Regions from separate parts of the Gossypium hirsutum genome. Here region 2 is linked to region 1. A link is a contact called in public Hi-C data. All regions are on one chromosome and are shown on one strand. Each heading gives the region's core, a stretch centred on a gene start, on an enhancer-like site or on the middle of the called end of the contact. The rest is flanking DNA. Distances are from core to core; before and after follow the strand shown.

Region 1 (4,731 bases), core at 1,838-4,337:
GACTATATATACTCTGGCTTGATGAATGTATTTGCTTGGCTCTTACAGCCACTTCTCTTGATCTGCACCTTTAAGATGTTTATTTCTGATTGCTGGTTAGCAAAACTTGTGACATAGACTAGCTTTTCTATGTTAGGAACTTCTGTTCCAGTGGCCCTTTTAATCATTAGTATAGTTTTTTAATAATAAAAGTAGTGAGCTAATGTTTTTTCCCCTATTCTTGCCGGTATCTACAGTTGCTACCACATCTCCCTTACTTGGAAGTTTGTTTCTTTGTTGGTTGATGTTGCTATAATTTTGACTTTTCTATCTTGTACGCATATTCAAGTTGAATGTAGTTCTTTATTTTTCTATATAGATTATTTGGGGTGTAATGAACCTACACTGGGAAGTTGTTACTATGTTGTTAAATAAATGATTTCTTTTAGCACTTAGCTAAACAAAGCCATTTTCTAATGTAATTTATTGTGTTCCTTAACTACTTTGATGTACCCAGTATATCTAAATGACAAAGTTTCCACCCTAAGATGTCTTCAAGACTTTTGTGTTTGCATTTTATTATTTAGTTGCAAGAGTTTTGGTTGCCTTCTTGTGATACTTGCCTATATTCCTTTTATTGAGGAGAGGTAATTCTGGTTTCCTGAATGTGTTCAAATTTGTAGTGTACCCTCAAAACATGGACCTTTTGAGTGGGTTCTTGTTTCACTGAAGAATCTAAAAATGTGAAAGTAGCAAGTACTTATAAGTGTATGTGCTGCTGCCAGTTTTTGATGTTGTGGTGCTTGTATAATCTGTGGTTGTCATTGGGTTCTGTTGGATTTGTAACTGAGCACATGCTGTGTACCAATTTATTGGTGACAATATATCTCTTTCTCCCATGAGCTGCAACTGTCTCTGGCAGTCATCTTTGTTGGTTGACTTACTGTTTTGTGCACGGTGGAGTAATGGACTGTTGTCTGTGCGGTTAAGTATCTTGTAGGTTTTGCAGGAAACCATTTGAAAGGCTAGTGTTTAGTTTCCCTTTATCTTTCCTGGTGGTGGCGGTTCCTGCAGCTAATAATGATATTCTATGCATTATGAAATTTTTTTAGTCTACTTGCTGAAACCAAGGTCAATATCCTGTTGGAATGGAGTTGTTCATTCCATGGATCTAAATATGCCTTTCTCCAAGAAGAAAATATACGTTTCTAATGGCTGTTTTTGGCTAATGGAGTGAGACTAAGAAGGCTTTTCCCTAGTCTTTCCATCGAGCTTCAGTTGGCAACTTTTCACATTAATGTATGATGATATTCTTGGATGCATAACATGCAAGATTTCTCTATAGATGAATTTTTGAAAGAATTTCCCTGTTTGATATGCTTGTGGTGGCTGATTTTGATACCTGCTCCTCTTAAATTATCTTGGCTTGTTTCTCTGAAGAGGGGTTCATGTTATGAATGATGCGTTTTGTTTTAAGGAGTTGGAAACCATTTGATCGTGATTTGTTTTTGCTTGCCAAATTTGCAGACTGAATTGTGTCAAGTCTTTTAACCATGATATTTGGATACCCTGTTGACTTTAAATATCTTATCCTAGATGCTAAATTTGGCTTTTATTGGAAATTAGGATTCTTTTCCATGGTGTCATTATCTGATGAAAAATTAGGCAATTTGAACTGACCATTTACCTAGTTATGTTGTCGTCCTCTTTCGATATTCTCATTTATCTATCTAGGTTGCTTTCAAGAATATTTTTTCCCCATTTTGAAGAAACAGGAGCATATATTTTCACTTTGTTTGACTATTGGCTAGGGGAGTTGAATTGTCTAACATCCTTTTATGGTGTTGAGTGGAGAATTGATGCTCTGTTTTTATGCTAACCGGCATTGGTATCTTCTTTGTTCTCTGCCCTTTTTTTGGCCATTTCCTGTGGAACAACATTGAGCATAAACCAACCTCAAAGATAAAGATGGAAGGCCGGATGAGGCTGCACCCGTAAGCACTCAAATGAAGCAAGTAATGCGCGCTCTCAATACAAAAAGAAAACATCAGCAACCATCAGTCCCCAGGAGCCAATCGAAGACCAGATGATATTGCAACCTAACCTTGTGATTGCTGGAGAGAAAGTGGTTAAGTGGTGGGCTCATTGGTGATGTATTAGAGTGTACAGTTTTGTATACCTAACCGGAGGAAGTTGTCATGAAATTTCCTTAACTCCACTCTTTGTATATCTTTGTCCTTAATTTGAAGTTTCAGAGGATCCAACAAATGGTCTTATCTTTTCATTAGAAAGATGTGAAGTAGATTTTATTCAAAGTGTAACCAACAAGTTCAAAGAGCAACTGGTTTAAGAAATATCTCAGGATTTCAATTGTGATCGGTCTGAATAGTTTTGATAAAATAAAATTAATATATATTAAACATAAAAAAGAAATTAGTTCCAAGTTATTCAAGTATTAGTATAATCAGTTTTTTGGTGGGTGCAGTGGTTATTCCCTATTCTATTTTCTAAGTCTTTGATGGTCTCCATGGTTTTAGTTTAATTGAAAATTTAACGAGAAAATTTTTATATAAAAATATATATACCCTTTTTTATCATTTTGATCTTCTTGTCCTAATGTAGGTGTAATAGAAAGTCACTAACAGTGATTACAAAATTTTAAATTAAAATGAGAAGTTTTTATTTACTCCTAAAAACTATAAACATTTATGTCAATAAATTGAAAATTTTGCACCTCAGTATATTTTAATTTTATAATTAGAGTTGAAAGATTATGAAGTATTTTCAATCGAAATTCCAAAATTAAAAAAAAAACAAATAATAAAGGAGATATATCATAATCCATAAAAACCCACAATTAATTATTTATTATTTACTGTTTCATCACAATGTATAAGTATGATTAAAATGATAGTGATGATGGTGACATGGGTTAATTCCTTAAGATTATGAAGTTGATATTATAAATGCAAAGCTGTTTCCTTCCCTCATTCCTTAGTCTCAAAGCATTATCTTTATATACCATATAAAAATTGTACTTCAATTCTATCAAACTTCTTAGGTTATCCATTACACGTTTTCTCACATTAAATTAAATCATACTTTCCCTTAATCATTAATATACTTATAGATTTTTCATTAATTAATTGTTTTTTATTTTTTAATAAAAAATAAAATTAGTTATAATTTTCCATTTAATGATAACAACGGGGTGGTTTACCCATTAAAGACCACTAAAAACCCCTCCGCTTTGTCCACATAAAACCCCTTTCTCCTCTCTCAATAAAACTCTGTTGATCAACGGTATCCGCCGTCCACCACCGGCCACGGCCACCAGTAAGCCAACCCATCTTCTCTTTCTTCTTTGTATTGTTCTGGGTTTTTTCTTATATTCCTTAGTCTTTGTAATTCTCATAAGTTTTTCTAAAATTGTTTTAACTTTTAATGAATTTGGACTCTTTGTGATGGAAAGATCTATGTCCCTTCGTATATGTTGATGTAAAGCGAATTTTATTTATGGAAAACAGCAGATGATTGTGCAAAACACAATTTTTAGATGATTTTCGTGGTTTCTATTTTTGTGCATGCTGCATGCATGCATGTATGTATGTATGTATGATGGTGATGAAGTGATGTGTTATACATTGTCAGGGAAAATAATAAAACGAAAAATACTTCTTTTATGTAATGTTTCAAAGCAATAATGGGAAAAGAAGATTTCTATTTTTTCTTCTTTTTAGTGCGATTATATTTATGGATGGTTAAATCGGTGAAAACTGGGGGCATAACGCAATGTTAATTCTTAGTTTCCTTGAAATTTGATTTTTTGAGATGGTTAGTCATGGAGGATATTGTCGGTTTCAAGTGCTACAAGCTGTTAATTTGTGAAGTGGATGAATTAAAATGGGTTTAGTTGCATATTATCACATAACTGTACTTTGATTGATATGATAGTAATTGGGAAGACAATTAAATGTATGTCTCAATCTATTTGCATCTTTGAATTGATGCTTTCCTGATTTAGATGTTGGCGGTATCACTCATCTGGGTGTTTTTATTTTCATCAAGTTTTTTAAGTGTTCACTACAATTCTGCAATTTTTTTCAGGCTAAATTAAAGACTCGGGGGGCAGGAATAAGGCCATATACCTGTTGTTAATACTGAGGTATGTGTGGCATTGACTTTAACAATCTGACACTCTGTGATGGATTCTAGATTTAAAGGTATTGGCTGGGTGGGGGGCATTTACCAGAAGTTTGAAACGTTGTGCCATGAGATGGATAATATCGTGAATCAGGTATTAATTCTTTGATCCCATTATGAGGGAATTGCTTCCTCCCATCTTCAGCCATGTTGTGGTATCAGTTGGCTGAATGAACTTATGGTGATTAGTAGTGTTTGATGCAACCGAGAATATATATGCTTTGGCTTTCTTTCATAATGTTGTAAATGGCTTTATCTGCAGGACACTGTCAAATATGTTGAGAATCAGGCACAAAGTGTGGGTAAAAGCATGAAGCGATTTTATTCTGATGTTATGCTTCCTCTAAAACATGATGCCAAAGGAGTGGCTTTAAAAAGAAGCACTACAATTGGTACCTCTTTTGAATCAAAAGTTGCTGAAGTTGATCCCATTGAAAAACAGCCTGATCATGCTTCTAATGAACTTTTCCGTTCAGTTCAATTAAGTATTCCGGCTTCTGTTGATGCCTTTGATGGGGCAGAGTCGGACAAAATGTCCCCACTAGTTAG
Region 2 (5,271 bases), core at 1,802-4,301, 190 kb before region 1:
AGCAGATCCTGTGATCAAATTATTTTTGTGATTTGGAGCCTTTCGAGGTGTCTTAAGTTGCCAAACGTTTTAGGGATTCGGCCAGAGAATAAGTCATCTTTCAAGTCTAGAATCTTAAGCATGGAAGCATTGGAGATAGAGTTGGGAGCATTGGTGATGTGTGGTAAATTACCTGTAAAAATGGCATGTTTTAGTATATGTATTTTGTACTCCGAACTATTCCTAGCTAAAGCCTTGCGTTGAAATCATCATTATTTTTCAAATATAAAATTGATTGAATATCAAATTTACAAAACATATTAAAATATTATAAAACTTGAAATAAAATAAAACTAAAAGTTTGGCATGAGAATGTGGCATCTAATAAATCTTAAAAATGAAACTCACACTGAATAAGAAATTATGAATAATAATTAGTTATGATTTGGGAAACAAAAATATTAAATCATTCTGTATGAGTATTCAATTTAATGGTAAGCTTGCATGTCTGAGCTTATTAAGATTGTTTTAAAGCAATTGGATGGTAAAATAGATTGGAGAATACCAATATATATATATATAAATTTCCAAAAATGATAGTAATGTATGTCGAAACCATTTTTTTATTTGAAAGAAAAAAATCAGAATAGACTTTTTTTAAAACTGAATGTGGAGTCGCCACAAATCTCTTTGTTTAGGTGTGATTGGGCCACCTACTAAAATGTTTTATTCCATTAAAACAATTTTGGTTCAAGTAAAATGAAGAATGGGTTCGGGAGTCGGTTACGCATGAGGAAGGGTTAGCACCCTCATTACGCCCAAAAATTGGTACCAAATTGATTTGATGCTATCCTTATATCAAAAGGTTTTTAAAGAAAAGATTTTTCGAAGTATGATTCTTTTTAAAATGTTTGAATAGTTCAAATTAGCAGTCACAATTCCCTCGTTTCAAATATATGCAGCATCATATCCAGCACGATTGGACACGATCCTTTATACCTTCAAAAATACGATTGATTCTTGACCCTCGAAAACTCATACATTAAAATTATAAAAGGATATCCAAATATTTAGTTCACCGAAAAATCATACCTAGCACAGTAGGGCACGATTTCTCGAATTCCCAAATATTGAATATTGCCTTATTTCAAAATTTTTGACTAATTAAGGAAAATTGGAAATTAACTCAAAACATGTTTATTTGTTTTAAAATAGATGGAATGCTTAATTTATTATAATGAAACATTTGTATAGAAAAGGATTAATAAACATGAAATAATAGGCACACATATAGTACAATAAACCACAATTAATAAATTCAACAATTATGTATAACTATTCTAAGTAAAATGTAGCCAGATTCTTAATCATAGATGGAGAACAATTAATATAATGAATAAAACAATGACTAAATGATATACCTCAACAATAAATATGGCACAATATAAAACAACTCACAAAATATTTACAAAATAAAATGGAAATTTGAAGTGGTATAAGACATTTTCAAAGTAATGATGAATTAATAAACGCACAATATATATTAGTTGACAAATTTATGACTAATATTAGTTGACAAATTTACATAAAAAATAAAGGTATATATTTATTGAAGTAAATTATAGAATATAGGTTTGAACCAAATTATATGCAAAATATTTTAAACACAAATTCATTTACAAATTGACAATATACATGATAACTTAAATAATATATAAAATATGAAAGAATAATAAAAATACATGATAAAATATACCACACATAATAGATTTACAAAATATATATAGAAATAGATATAGGAATAATTATTTATAAAAAATAGTATGAAATTAATAATGCATATAAAATTAAGTTAGTCTATAAATCGTATAAAAAATAATTATGTATACAAAAAAACTATATGTACGAAATGCATGAATTTAATGATATTTTTGAATCAAACATATGTTCCAATATATGTATATATGTGTAAAAAGAATTTTGAAATAAGCAATATATAAAATAATTTTACATGAAACAAATTAATTTTGATTAATGATACACATTGATGATATATGCACAAAAATAATAAGATATGGAAATACGAAAAATAAGTAAATTGTACAATTTAAAATATGGTCCTTAAAAAGAAATATATTATACACATAGATAACTTTAAAGGAATATATATACATAGAAAAATATTTACATAAAGTTATATGAAATCAATAACGTACTATAGTAAAAATAATTTAATATGGGTAATGTACATGTGAAGAAATTTTAGAAATAATTGTATGTCAAAATAACATTGAATTAAAATATGAATTATAAAATTAACTTAATTTTATCATAAATTATATATGTAATAAATTTAAAAAACACAACTAAACACAAATTTATTAAAAACTATATGTATAAAAATAGCATGGCTTTAATAATGCATGTAGGTTAAATATTAGTACTAAATATATGCTTAATAACAACTTAAATGACACATAAAATAGATGAATTTCTCAAAAAAATATAAACATTAAAATAGATGAATAAATTCAAAAGAAATTATGAAATACATAAAATTAATAGCATACATAAACTAAAATGAATTTTATTACAAAAAATACACCAATTATTAAAATGATAGAATAAACGAGAAAATATTATAATAATGTTTTTTTAAAACAACATTCAATTATCAAAGCAACGCAAAATATCACAACCAATAATCAAGCATGTAAAAGAAAATGTATGTGCAGTAAAAAAAAAAGATAAAAACTTAATTTAAACAAAATTGAAACAAGAAGAACAATTTACAAACAAAATAATTGCAAAATAGGATCAATGTGCCATGTGCACAAATGTGCGAGGACTGGAATTGAAAATATCCCGAGCCCAAAACGCTGCACTGAACCGCGGACCAAAGTGAAAAGGTGCACAAATTATAGAGCCAAATTTTTAAAAAAACAAGGTAAGCAAGTAGGGTGAAATTGAAGGCTTCGCACGAAGGGAAGGATCTAACGCTGAAATTTCCCATTTCGTATGAAAATGCACAGACCCGGCCTACTAAACGAGTTAACGCGCGGACCTTCCTTATTATAAACGGTGCTGTTTTATTAATAGGTTGTTTAAAACCTTTCTTTCCCTATTTCCTCTTCCAAACGCAGCCAACATTTTAACCTGAATTCACAGCCCTGAAATCAAATTGTTAGGGTTCATTCCAGCAACCGCCGGACCATCATTTCATTTGGTGGTCGACAATACACGAGCAGCGACTAGATTCCACCGATGAAGGCACCGCTCAAGGAAATCTGGTGAGCTATTTTATTTTCTTTTTTTTTTAAAAAAAACTCTTAGATCTAATATCATTCATTCAAGAAAAATGAAGCCAAAGATGAAAACAAACACATTTAATACCATCCGACCCTCGCCCGTATCTCAGTATTTCGGAGATATTTGGGATTTCATTGGCGACGTTTCAAGGATTGATGGATGACACTTTTGGATACTCCTTCCAATTTCGATCTCAACGAAGTGAACAGAGGTCAATGGCCGATTTGCAAGGTAAGACTTGCCTTTCCCTCCTCTTTGTTTTAAAATGCAGAATGGTGAAAATAATAGCAGGAAAATAGATAAAAATAATAGAAAAATAATAAAAAAAAAAGATAAAGAAGGTCATCTTTCCAGAAATTCTTTTTGAAATTTTCTATGTTCAATATGCGTATATTGTATGTGTGTGTGCGTACTGTGTGCGTAAGATTACAGAGATGAAATCGACGGCTTTTTATAGCCAGATATTTTTAGAATAAATAAAAATAAAAATTACATTTATTTGCTGTATTCTGTTAGTGATTCTTCTGGTGTATTCTTGTGCAGACTCGGCCGTACGAAGAAGCGGGGAGACGTGCGAAGGAGGCCATGCGAGGAGCCGCTCGTTGGAGCCCAACTCTCTGGTATATTCCAGAAGCTTCTGGTGCTCTCGACCGCTAAACTTCTTTTTGGGTTCCGAATTTCAGCTAGGTTTAGGATATGGGTTTATGAATTTGGGTTAAAATTGTATCTGGGCTGGTATAAGTTCTTTATTTGGGCCTAAAAATTTGTAAAAGGACATTGATGATGGACTTTTATTGGTTTTTGTTTTTGTTTATTTTTAATTGTTGGTTTTTCTCTAACGAGCTCGGGCGAAATGGGCCAATTACAATGTAATTTTAAAAATAAAATAGAAAAAAAAGGAAAAATCAGAAAAACTTGAACAGAATCAACAAACTGTGGAGAAAGTTAGTTGTGAACTGATAAAATCAATTAGAAAATTGTTTCGGGCTTTCGTCTTAATTAAATAAAATAAAGTAAATTAAGAACACTAAATGAATACAATTATTTATCATGATGTTGTTGTCAATTCTTATGTTGATGTCAAGTTAATTTATAATATCATATCAATCAACAATATTATTAATATATGCAATTTATGGAGATAATGTATAAAAAATTTAAAATAAAATTTTGGTTAAGTCATAAATTTAAGGTTTTATGTATTGATGTGGGTTCAAATCTCATTGTGGAGTATGGCTTGCATTTCGGTCAAATTAAGACACAAACAAAGAGCAACATCGTGATGAGGAACCATGCGATGTCAAGAAATGACGTCATGGCAACGCGATAGGGGACGTCATGACGTGGCGACTTGCCATGCAATTTCTTGGTTTTCTTCTTCCAGTCATATTCTGATTATTTGTCTTAGTCAAACTCTAATGAGTGTAGATTATTTTATGATTAATTGAGCTATGAATTTAGCATATAAATAGACCCCTTACTACCCTAGAAAGATTAACCCATAACACATTTAAGTATTAACTTTTACAAGATTTCAGAGAATTTTGTATTTAAGTTTAGAGGTTTCTTATTTTCGGGTTGCGGAGTTTAGTTTTTATCTCCTCTTTATACTCTTCGATTTTTCCAATTTAGTGAAATTATTTTTGCCCGTGGTTTTTTATCCTCTTCGGAGGGATTTTTTCACATAAAATTTGTGTGTTCGATCTTTTCAAATTCTTCATTATTTTTCTTGTTTGTTGCTTACACTGGTTTATCCCCAGCACTCGTCATAAGCTTTTTTTTTTAAATACTAAAGTACCATCAAATAATATAACTTATTTTAAATACGAAAGGATATTTTTGTAATTTCTCTAACCAAGTCGGTGCCTGGTTGATTCGTGACACCAACTCAATTAGAAACTTAAATAATAGTATAAATATTCTCATTCATAAAAAAAGAGTAAAAAATATATTACTTTAACTTCAAATAGCAAATTTTAATTG

What was found. A called contact is a pair of places that touch in the nucleus more often than the background predicts.
Region 2: a Hi-C map of leaf shows a contact between it and region 1, with 2.6 times the contacts expected there. The contact joins the promoter of LOC121227926 here to the promoter of LOC107948718 in region 1. A contact is called at or near these places in 2 of 34 Hi-C or Micro-C datasets (both in leaf).

The regions. Positions count from the first base shown.
Region 1 is chrA04:8,754,760-8,759,490 of Gossypium_hirsutum_v2.1, reverse strand. LOC107948718 reads left to right here and starts at 3,087. Exons shown (of 7, transcript XM_016883349.2): 1 at 3,087-3,315; 2 at 4,087-4,276; 3 at 4,445-4,731. The coding sequence starts at 4,184. It overlaps LOC107948717 (UBP1-associated protein 2C), which reads left to right. Exons shown (of 2, transcript XM_016883346.2): 2 at 1-2,243.
Region 2 is chrA04:8,940,880-8,946,150 of Gossypium_hirsutum_v2.1, reverse strand. LOC121227926 reads left to right here and starts at 3,051. Exons shown (of 3, transcript XM_041110875.1): 1 at 3,051-3,269; 2 at 3,398-3,519; 3 at 3,832-4,096. The coding sequence starts at 3,244. The coding sequence ends at 4,007.